Linked DNA regions of Mus musculus: region 2 is linked to region 1. The links are chromatin contacts, called in public promoter capture Hi-C maps. All regions are on one chromosome and are shown on one strand. Each heading gives the region's core, a stretch centred on a gene start, on an enhancer-like site or on the middle of the called end of the contact. The rest is flanking DNA. Distances are from core to core; before and after follow the strand shown.

The links. Promoter capture Hi-C pulls out the DNA fragments that hold promoters and counts their contacts.
Region 2: a promoter capture Hi-C map of pre-B cells shows a contact between it and region 1, with 4 times the contacts expected there. The contact joins the promoter of Ftsj1 here to the promoter of Plp2 in region 1. A contact is called at or near these places in 4 of 39 promoter capture datasets (the C10 cell line, liver and pre-B cells) and 1 of 9 other capture datasets (pancreatic islet).

Annotation. Positions count from the first base shown.
Region 1 is chrX:7,669,913-7,675,890 of GRCm38.p6, forward strand. Plp2 (proteolipid protein 2) reads right to left here and starts at 1,478. Exons shown (of 5, transcript NM_019755.5): 1 at 1,231-1,478. The coding sequence starts at 1,326. It overlaps Magix (MAGI family member, X-linked), which reads right to left. Exons shown (of 6, transcript NM_018832.2): 5 at 5,929-5,978; 6 at 3,254-5,279. The coding sequence ends at 4,990.
Region 2 is chrX:8,247,882-8,253,709 of GRCm38.p6, forward strand. It overlaps Ftsj1 (FtsJ RNA methyltransferase homolog 1 (E. coli)), which reads right to left and starts at 4,525. Exons shown (of 13, transcript NM_001290430.1): 1 at 4,291-4,525; 2 at 2,999-3,156; 3 at 2,688-2,757; 4 at 2,515-2,605; 5 at 1,098-1,176. The coding sequence starts at 3,119.

The sequences.
Region 1 (5,978 bases), core at 228-2,727:
ACAGAGTGAGTTCCAGGGCAGCCAAGGCTATCTATACAGAGAAACCCTGTTTTGAAAAACAAAAAAACAAACAAAAAAAAATTAGAAAAGAGGGCTCTCAAACCTAAATATCCATGGGGGAGGGGAGGAAATCTACTTTCCAAGATGTAGCTCAGTGGCTGAGCATTTGCATAACATATGCAAGGCCCTAGGTTGCACCCACGCTCCAGAGACGGTAGGGGAGGATGGGGAAGAAAGAGAAAAAAAAAAAACATTTTTCTCAAATAACTACCAGGAGTGAGAAAATGACATCTGATAATTACGAAACACCTCTCGCATGCTCAGTGTTCTTCCAAGCATTGTCTAAGGGCTTTACACGTCGTATTCCACTTAATCATCACGAGAATCTAATGAGCTAGATACATTTATTTTACACAGGAGGAAAGTGAGTCACAGAGAGGTTAAGTGGCTTGCCCAGGGTCAACCAGTAAGAAAAATGCCGAATTATGTGCTTCAGTTCTCCTTTCCCTGAGGGGAGTGGCTCTGCCAGGTGTTTTGTGAGCGCTTGTGGCGCCAGCGTCCATGCCTTGAGGGGGAGGGACGTTCGGTTCCCCAGGCAACCCCTTTGGGAAGGGGGGGGGGGGAGACTGACACTAGAAGGGCAGGGCTCCGTTAAAGGAACCGCACCTCTTTTATGAGTGACCCAAAGGCGGTGCCCACTTGGAGGGGGATGGAAAAACCAAGGTTCCCTATAACCATCCAAAGAGCAAAGGACCTCCCATCCAGTCCCAAATGGGCAAGGAAGAACTGGCGAAGTGTGGAACGCCCTACCCTAGAGGGGACTAGCTCTACCCCACCCCAACAGGCCCCGCCTTTAGGCGCACTGCCAGCCCGCCAGCTAGTGCCCAGGCCGGCCACGCCCTGCCACGAGAGGCTCCCACTCCCCAGGACCCCTTCTCTCCGACCACTATGAACCTACACCCACACACGCACCCACACATCCCCAGCCCCCAACATTAGTTATAGATAACTCACCTCACCAGTGAACCACCAGCTCTCCACCCCTTCGCCCATGCCCCACCGAACGCCCTGCATCTTGGCTGGCTTCGACCCTCCTCCACAAACTCACCCACCTGCATCCCACTGGCAAGCAGCTGGACCACGTGCCTGCCTCAACCGCCACAGTCCCGTACCCAGTGGTCCAGCCTGCACACTCAGCCTCTACCCAACCTCCGGCCGGGGAACACTCACAATCTCAGCAAACAGGAGAATTCCCTTTTTGGTGCGCGAGAAGCTGGTGCAGGCTAACCAGCAGCCGGGGGCCGAGAGACGCTCAGAATCCGCCATGGTGGTGTACTGGAGTCCCTGGGACGCAGAAGCTCTGCTTTCTGGCTCACGGGTTCGAGGTCGCTGCACACCCAGCCGTCTGTCCCGCCGTCTGGCCGGGAAGGGGGCCCCCCGGGCAAAGGAGGGAATGAATCACCGCGCCTAGCAAAGCAGGCGGGGCCGGAGGGGGCCGGGCCAGGTGGAGGCCGCCCCGGAAGCCCCCTTTGCCCTGCGGCCGAAGACGATACGGGTCCCGCACACAGCCTTATCTACAAGGTGCCTGGAAACTCCAGGTACCAGGAGCAAGAATATGTAGACCCTTCACTTTTTCTTTCTTTCTTTCTTTCTTTCTTTCTTTCTTTCTTTCTTTCTTTCTTTCTTTCCTTCTTTCTTTCTTTCTTTCTTTCTTTTTAATGCAAAAGAGCTACCGAGGGAATCTGGCTTTGGAAGGGAGTGACTCGATTTTCTACTTTTGAACTTAGCCAAAAGGTCAAGAAGTAATAGTTTCCTTAGCTGAAAAAGGGGTAGCTGAGGCCCTGTTTAAACTCGAAATTCTCGAGGCCAGGTATGTTTCCTGAATTCGGAGTGCTCTGAATTTTAAAAAGTTTTCCCTTTGCATAGAGCAGTGGTTCTCCACCTGTGAGTAAGGACCCCTTTGGGGTCCAACGATCCTTTCACAGGGGTCCCTTGAGATCATCAGAAAACACAGATGTTTACACTGCAATTCCTAACAGTAACAAAAATGCACTTATGAAGTGGCAGCAAAAATAATGTCGTGGTCAGGAGTCCTACAGCATGAGGAACTGTATTAAAGGGTCGCAGTTTTAGGGAGGTTGAGAACCACCTAACAGGCAGGGTCTGAGGTAGTAAGACTTAATTCCCCCTGGATCTGGTGTAATTGTTCACAATAAGTGAGATGAATAAAAATTGAAAGGTGTTTCTGATTGGGTCAGGTCAGGTTCTGTAGTCAACTGGTACCAAACTGGGATGAGGAGGATGCAGTCAGTTCCCAGAGTTTGGGCAGTGGTGGTGACAGTGCTGCAGAGACTGGGAACGGAACCTGGTGATCGACCTGGTGGATACTAGTGACTATATCATCAGTCTGCTTCGAGCCTAGCCCCCCCAGTAACCCGTGCTGGCCAATTCCAGGCAAGACTTCTTCTCGGCCTCGGTACTGGACCTCTGTTTTATGGTTCTGAGAAGAGAGGCCAAACAAGCTTTAGGGAAAGACTAGAGAAAGCACACATTTTTGCTGAGAGTTGGGCAAGGTAAGGGGATGGTCTTTGAGTATAATTTGGGGTACAAACGTTGACTTTTTGAGGTGTGTTCCTAAGCAATTAATTAATTCCTTCTGGCCTTCGTCGTGTCTAACTCTGAGACATGTGCCTGGTTACCTGAAATCAGGACACTCCCCCCACCCCAATGTGTTCTGGACATTGGTTTATACTCAAGTATAACGCAATCACTGAAAGGCTAGAATTCACCCTAAGGTCCTGCCTGCCCCGCCCCAAACATAGGTCCCTTCCAAATGAAGAAAGGGGTTCCCTTTTACAGTCACCATTGTTGAGAGAATGCCTGAGTAATGGAAAGGTTGAAACATTTTCCCCAGTGTTGAGTGCCTGCATTCAAGCAGGGACAAATACCTGAACTTGTGGAACATGACAAACTTAGCTCTGGCCTCTGTACTCGCCGTTCTCATAACTGTCGTGCCCCTCCCCCACAGCGTTGGCTTCATTTGGCTTCTGGTCTTTCAGGTTCCACTTCAAAAGCTGTGTCTTCAAGCAGGCTAGCAGCCCACCACCCCTCCCACAGTCTAGCTGGTCCTTTTTGCTTTGATGTTGTTTGTTTGAGCCAGTCTCTCACTGGGTAGTCCAGCATGGCTTAGAACTCGTGATCCTCTTGTCTTGGCTGGCCACGTGGAGAAATTACAGGAATACAACAATCTCCAGCCATAACCTTTATTATTATTATCATTATTATTATTATTTCTGTAACTATCAATTCTCTTGGAAGTTATCTTTTATGGATTCTTGTCATTCTTGTCTGACACTGGTCTACTTTTACTATCCCTGGAGTCACTGTAGAACTACTCTAGAGCAGGTATATGGTCGAGGTTCAACTGGGACTTGTCAAATACGGTTAAGATTATGAGGAAAGGCTTCCAAACCAAGCTTTAACTAATCCTGCTTTGAGCTCTCCACCATCCAGTCTATTTGCGATCGCTGGGCCTCGTTTTCCCCCTTTGGGAAATGACCTAATGCTGAGTAGGCATGTAAGTAGATGAAATAAAAACCCCCATTAAAGCTAGTAGCAGGGTAAAGCTAAACTAAGTAAATGGTGGCTGAGGTTACTATATTAGTCCCCTGGGTGTGGCTGTTTAGGAACTGTGTACTAGAACCCTTTCCTGACTTCTGGGGAACCATACTCCCACTGTACTCTGAGTCACATGTCACCACACACTAACACTTCAAGTGCTCACTTTTTTATACCCCAGCTGCTAGCTGTCCCTGTTCGGATTGCAGTCTGCCCCACCCCACCCCCACTGCCACCTGAGACTCAGGACCTGTCATTTCTCCCCTTCCCCCCCTCCTCCTTATGGGGTGGGGGGGAAAGTTGCCTGTTTAGACCACAACTTCCCTCTTTGGGGGATGGGATTGAGGATGCAGGATGTGGTTAGCAGCAAGGTGACTGGACATTTGTAGCATTGGCCAGGACCTGCTTTGTGGCTCCCTGGGTTGGAGTCTACTGTCCATATAAGCTTTTGACAGTAGGATTCAACTCCCAGGGCGGAGGAAACTTTAGTCTCGTCCCAGGCTAGGACCGCCTGGTGCAGTTTGTCACCGTCTAAGGAAAAGAGGAGGCGTGGCCCAAAGACTTCTTCTAACAGCCCTTTTTAGCCTGGCCTACTGGAGGCGCTGACTCACACCTTCCCCGCTCTGTCTCCAAGTGGGGTCCAAGGCCCCAGCCCGCGCCCCTGGGACAGCAGTCTATACACCACAGTTAAAGCTAGTTTTTCCAAGCCGGAAGTGGGAGACCACAGACTCTGGGTGGAGGAAGGCGCCAGAATTCTAGATTTGCTATCTTGATGTCAGCTAAGGGTCTGAAGAATTCCATGCGGGAATCCTGAGTTTACTGGGACACTCCCACAACAGGCCTACTTCTGCATTCCCCACATCACAAGCAGTAATGTGCGTACTCGGAAAGTGAAATGAATGAATGAAGGGCAGGGATTAGCAAAGCAAACTGGGAAGCAAGCAGAAATAAAGACCCATCTGGAGGCATGAAGGAAGCTGCACGTAGCTTTCGGGTGGTTTCGAAGGGACTTCATCGAAACCAGATCAAGCCACCCCTCCCTTCCAGGGTGGACTGGGAAACCTCACCCCGCCTAGAGCACCTAGCAAGTCAGAACTGGATCCAACTATTTTATTACCTCCCGGTCGGGAAGGGACTAGGAGAAGCTGCGCGCACGCGGACGTGGGGGTGGTGGGGTGCGAGCGCTCTGGGCTCTGGGAGGGCCATACCACTGGCGTCTTGAAGGGGTGGGGACCACTCCACTGTGCAATGTGCAGTGGGAAGGTACTAAACCAGGTTAAAGCTCTAAGGGAAAAGCTTAGAGCCTGGCGGTCCTGCATGCTAGAACCTTATGGGACCTCACCTAGTGAGCACAAAGCTGTCTATTGGTGCTCAATGCCTCCGCCTTCCGGCTGCCATCTCCAGAGCAAGCTGCGCGCCCCCACCCCGAACCCCTAGAGCCCGCGAGAGCCGGTCCTCGCTGGGCACCAGCCAGGGCCCAGGGGTACCAGGGATACGGTTTTCCAGGTCTTCTGTGGGGTGCTCCACTGCGCGAACCACGTGGCCAATAGCCACTGCCTCTGGACTAGGTCTGGGACTGGTCCGGGTCTTGGGCCGGTGGTGAACTGGGGAAATGGTGCTGCGAGACTCCACCCTGCTTCCCCTAGGATCTAGGCTGCGATCTGGAGATAGCAAGACTAGGGGTTAGATTGGGTGGTGGAATAGACAATGGAAATCGGGGCCTTAGCTAAGAGTGGCCAGAAAAGCCCTTAGAGACAATTCTCATCAAGGCCTAAAGGTGTCACTCCATCACAAACCTCAACATCCCCGCCTCCAAATAAATATACCTCTTCAATCCAGGACATGCTCCACAGAAATCATTGCCCAAAGGCAATCAAACCCTGATCTTGGCTTTTGAACCACGAAGCTTTCCCCTTGTGAGTGTTCCAAATCTCTTCTCTCTCACCTCTCCTTCTTTGGCTCCCTGCTCTTTCAGTTACTGATCAGTTCTTAAAGATTGGGGGGTGGGGGTGGGGGTTGGATCAGGTCTCTCCTGCCACTGTGTGGGACCTTAGGGATCAAGCTCAATGTCATCAGGCTTGGTGACAAACATCTTCATCTACTGAGCACTCTTGCCAGCCCTTTTCTTTGTCTCTCACGAGTAAACTCCCTACTCTCTAAAAGAGTATCTGGGAGATGGAATCCACAGGGCTTCTCAGGTGGTTAGGCAACCTCTTTTTCCTCAGGATCCAGCCTTTCCACTCTCTGAGCCTCCCCTTCCCCTCTCTGATCTCTGCCTGCCTCTCTTCTCTGGGAAATCCACCACCTCACCTGTCTTCCGATGTCCTCCAACCTCCTTGATCCTACTGCCATCCATGTCT
Region 2 (5,828 bases), core at 3,275-5,774, 580 kb after region 1:
GCCCTCTTCTGGTATGTCTGAAGAAGGCAGCTACAGTGTACTCATATAAACAGAAATAAATTTTAAAAAATTGTGAATTGCTATTCATTTTGTGTATTTTTAAAACATTTTATGTATGTGTGTCTGCATTTTGTATGTCACATGCGTGTGCCCATGGGGACCAAAAGAAGAGTGTCAGATCCTCTGGAGTTTAAGCTATAGGCAGTTGCAAGTCACCAGGCATGGATGGCTCTCAAATGAACTCAGTTCCCTGGAAGAATAACAAGCATTCTTAACCATTAAGCCAGCCCGCCCCCCCATTTTTATTTTTTGAGAATGGGCTGACCTTGAGCTCCAGTGATCTTTCTGCCTCAGTCTCCCAAGATCTGCAATTACAGGCATTGAGCCATCAGATCAACTGTCTCTCTTTTTAAAGATTTTATTTATTTAATGTATATGAGTACACTGTCACTATCTTCAGACACACCAGAAGAGGGCATCAGGTCCCATTACAGATGGTTGTGAGCCACCATGTGGTAGCTGGGATTTGAACTGAGGACCTCTGGAAGAGCAGTCAGTGCTCTTAACTGCTGAGCCACCTCTCCAGCCCTCAACTGTGTCTTTTCTATGCAATCCCACGGAAACATTGACTTCACAAGGCCAGAGACCAGTGGAATTTATTTATGCACACTTTCCCAACACAACGTGTGGTCAGAAAATGTTTTGAATAAATGGGTGGCAAAAACAAACAAACAAACAAACAAACAACCAACCCACAAATCAAAAACCAAGCACAGGATTGGCCAGGCTCTCAGATGAGAAGGCAGGGGGCTTGACACACAGTCTAGCACGAAGCTGACGGGCGGGGGTAAACCTTAGCAGCAGAAGACTTGCCTCGCACACATGAGGGTTCATCTATTTTTAGCACCACAAAACAGTCCAAAAAAAAAAAAAAAACCAAACCCAAACAAACTTGAAAGGCAGGGAGGAGGAGGATGGGCAATGAGGGCGGAGATAGGGAGAGACTGCCAGAAAGGGGGGAAATGGAAAGAACAGAGGGAAAGAGGGAGAAAAAAAACTGAGCTAAGAGACAGAGGTCACCCTCACAGCGCATTTACCATCAGGAGCCCCGTCACACACTACTAGGTCAGCAGGGCAGCCTTCAAAGTGCTGGATGATCTCCTTGGCAGTGGAAAGCTATGGAGAAAGGGGGGTGAACAGCCTTAGTACCCCTCTGCTGCCCTCACCCTCAAATCCCACCTGCCTACAGCCCTCGCCTCAAAGCCTTGGGGACAGCCATGTTCTGGAGGCTTTGTCTGACTAAGACGTAGTTGGATCTCTGGGGAACCATCCTCACCATCTTTTGGTGTCTCTGCAATACAGTCTACGCACAGGGGGTCAATCTCCGTCTTTCTCAGGTTCTGTCTTTTGGTACTGGGACAGAACCCAGTATGCTCTGTTTATACCACATGAGGGTTCTAGCACTAAGCTACATATCCAGTCCCCTCCTCTTTCTTATTTACTCTTTTAGAAAACATTTTTAAGAGCACGCCTTTAATCCCAGCACTCGGGAGGCAGAGGCAGGCGGATTTCTGAGTTCGAGGCCAGCCTGGTCTACAAAGTGAGTTCCAGGACAGCCAGGGCTACACAGAAACCCTGTCTCGAAAAAACAAACAAACAAACAAACAAAAAGAAAACAAAAAAAAGAAAACATTTTTAAGGGGCTGGTGACCTGGCTTGGTAGGTAAAGCACTTGCTGCCAGGCCTTGTGACCCAGAGTTCCACTCCTGGAACTCAGAGTGGAAAGCGAAAACTGACTCCTCCAAGTGATCTCTGACCTCTATACGAACACCATGGCACCCGACCCCTCCCCCAAACACACATACAACAACTAATAACAACATTAATAAACTAATTAGAAATGCTCTCGATTTCCCTCTCTCCCTTTCTTCCTTTGTTTTTCTTAAGGTATATGGGTATTTTGCCTTTATGCATGTTTGTGCCTCACATGTGTGCCTGGAACTGGGGGAAGGCCAGAAGAGGGCAACTGATTCCCTGGGACTGAAGTTGCAGACAGTTGTGCGCCACTGTGTGGGTGTTCCGAATTGAACCCATATCCTCTGGAAGAGCAACCAGTGATTGCCCTTAACTGCTGAGCCACCTCTCCAGCCCCTTAGATATTTTAAAACTGCATTTATTTGTTCATTAATTGTGTGCGTGTCTGGGTACATACGCATGTGGAGGTCAGAGGACACCATTTGGGATTGAACTCAGTCACCTGGTTTGCTGTCAAGCCATCTCGAAGTCCTTTGATAACTCAGGCCAGCTTTGCCTGCTCAAGCCATCTCGAAGTCCTTTGATAACTCAGGCCAGCTTTGGTCTTATTATCCTTCACCCTCAGCTTTTTAAAATTCGAGGATTAAATAGCCTTTCTCATTTTTTTATTGTCTTGTTTCTCTTCTCCTTTCTACTGTCCCCCAAACGAAGGCAGTCACTCAGGATAACCCCAATATTCGTAGGCATGCTCTCACTCACCTGAGTGATGTCGCCCTGTATCTGTATCACACCTGGCAGTGGAGCCATAGCCTGTAAGTCCACGGCCACCACCTGACCAGAACCCTGGCCCCTGTGGATAGCACATGTCAGCATCGGATTGACGCCCCACGCCTCCCCCGCCCCCCAGGTCACCCTCTAGCCCCTCCACTCACCCAACCTTCTGGCTCAGCACCTGGCTCCAGCTGCCTGGGGCTGCACACAAGTCAACCGCTCGCTTCACACCTGTGCACACACAGTGAAGACATACTGCTCAGCTGCATGACCAGAAGATGCGGCAAAAGTCACCTCTGTCCTGTGGAGAACCTATGTCTACCCACTGCCCCTGTGCCCTCCTCCTCCTCCTCTTTTGTGGTCTATCTCCTTCCCCGTCTCCGTGCTCCAAGTCAGCCCAGCTACTACAGTGAGTTCTTCAGAAGCAGCCTGCTCTTCCACTCCCAGGTCACTTAGCCCCCAGATTAGGCACCTTTGAAGAGTTGGAATTCCTCATCCAGTTGCAGGAGCTTGAAAGCGCTTCGGGCCCGCCAGCCATTCTCCTTGGCCAGGCGGTAGTAGACATCCCGTTTATCCTTAGATGTCCGTCCCATCTCAGTCTGCTGGCAGACAGTGTGTGCTGATGCTGTCCTGCGCAGGTCAAAGAAAACAAAGTACAGCTAACTGAGTTCATGGGTCCCACACGACAGTCAGCTCATTCAACACATGGAACCCGAAGCCCAGGACCTTATCATGAACTCTCAGGCCCTTTTTCTGATCACATTTAGGTCCCCATCTCTGAGGGACATCACAGACTCCACAGTTAACTGACAGAGGACCCACTACTGACTCTGCTCTCTTCCAACTACTGTCACGGACACACTACACAAGTAATCTCTCTCGCAACCATTTTCTCTGCCCATTTCATCTCTATCAACACCTGACCGTCTCTAGTTATTTCCATTATCTTTAGAGTCACAGAACCCTACTACTCCCTCCATTAAGTCCTTGCTTTTCACACCTATTACCCGACACAACCTCATTCCATCTCCCATAGCCTAATCTCTCTCTCTCTCTCTCCACTCTGCAGTCCACCAATTCCATCATAGATTAAGCTTCCAGTCATTAGTTACTACCACCTTAATCCCCACTAATGCCTGGAGGACCATGACCTGTTAGGGCTCCATTACACCAATTTACCAGCTCCATTAACTCAGCCCTCCAACCAACCTCTCAAAGATCACACGAGTGGCCTTTGGGATCCTTTGCATCAATACAAAGATTACCTCTGTCACTCATATAGCTTCTATTTTGTCTTTCGTCACTGACCCCATTAGTTTAGCACTCTGCCTACGCACCTGTTATTCTCTCCAGAACCTCACCAATACGATTACTATGTAAACTGCCAAATAGCCACCACTTTTATTATTAGCCTTCATTAATTTTCCAGCAGACACAGCACCACGAGTGTAATACCTTCAAGACCCATCTTTTAGTAACATCCCTAAGACCATCTGCAGAGCCTCAAAGACCATCAGCCCATCAGAACCGCCAAATACCCTTCAAGTCGGCCCAGCAGATAGCAGATCAGTTGTGTAGCTCTATGCTGCACCCCGTTCGAGTTCACCTAACAATCTAGTTCCCTGCTCTAGGCAAGCTTCTCGGGGCTTGACTGAACTATGCAGCTGCAGTACCGAGAGTGAATCCCCTCATCCCGAGTTGGAGACAGGGCAGGCATGCCTCCAGTCTCGGTCCCTTTCAAGTCATCAGTGCCCTAGGACCTACCTCAGCTCTTGGATACAGAGCGTGGCTGTTCACCAGCCTCGAGAACAGTTTGCAAACTGAAAATTACAGACTCCAGTTGGTGTTCGGAGTGGACCCGAAGGCCTGTCGTACACGCCTAGAGGTTGTCGCCACGCGGTAAAGTTTGCTTTGTAAAACAGTTCAGTTCCACGGAGATCCAGACCGGAGCACAACGTATGACGTTAGTCTCGTCATCTTGTGTCGACATATCCCGGTCACAGGAACTTCAGTTCCCAGAATGCAACTGACATCGTCTGGCCAATAGTTTTGCAAGGCTTGTGAACCGGCTCTTTGTTCTTTGTTTCAAGGCCAGGGTCCTATAGCTGCGATCCGGAGCAAGATCCTGAGTTCTCGGCTAGTCTGGCTACACGGAGAGACCTTGACGTGGGAAACTTCCACCCCTCCCCCATCGCCCGCTCACTCAGACAAGATAACTTACTTGGCCGCCTTTTCCCTTTTACATCGGGACGGTTATTTAACCTATGTACTACATTTCCCAAAATTCAGCGGGCACGACCACGCCCATTTTTCTTTAAGTCTGGAGGGAAAGGAAATTACGCAAAGGGGGTGGAGCGTGACCACGCGAAGTGAAAAGTCTGTTGCGAAAGCAAGCTAACCTGGAGGCTACGGCGAGCAATTTTGAATTTTACTACCGGGAAGCTACCGCATACGATTTGCAATTTTGAATCCTACTTCTACCGGTTGACTGAAGTGCTTTCAATTTTGCCACCTTAGAACTTTAGTTTCCTCATCTGAAAAGAAGGGATAATCACCTATCTAGAATTCACGGTGTTAATCGGATGCACATCCTTTTCTAATTGTATATTTTCCAAATACTTTTTAATACATTTTAACCACCACCACTGCCCTCACCGCCTCCACCCGCACCACTGAAAAGCATGTCTACGGATTTGCGAGACGCACTGAGTAGAGGCTCTTGCCGCCAAATCTGACCACCCAAGTTCGATTCCCCATACACAAGGTCATGGATGGAAGAAGACTGATTCCTGCAAGTTGTCCTTTGATCCCCAACATGCGCACTTGTCACGCGCCCCCTCCCCCAAATAAATAAATAAATAAATAAATAAATAAATAAATAAACGGACGAACGAACGAATGAATAAATACATGTATGAATGAATAAAAGTTTTGTATTTTTTGTTTTTCCTTTTTCCTTCCTTCTCTCTCTTTCTTTCTTTCTTTCTTTCTTTCTTTCTTTCTTTCTTTCTTTCTTCCTTTCTTCCTTTCTTCCTTTCTTCCTTTCTTCCTTTCTTCCTTCCTTCCTTCCTTCCTTCCTTCCTTCCTTCCTTCCTTTCTTTCTTTCTTTTTGTTTTTTGTTTTTTGTTTTTTCGAGACAGGGTTTCTCTGTATAGCCCTGGCTGTCCTGGAACTCACTCTGTAGATCAGGCTGGCTTCGAACTCAGAGATCTGCCTGTCTTTGCCTCCCAAGTGCTGGGATTAAAGGCGTGCACCACCACTGCCCGGCGAATAAAAGTTTAAAGCATATATGCATGTATGAA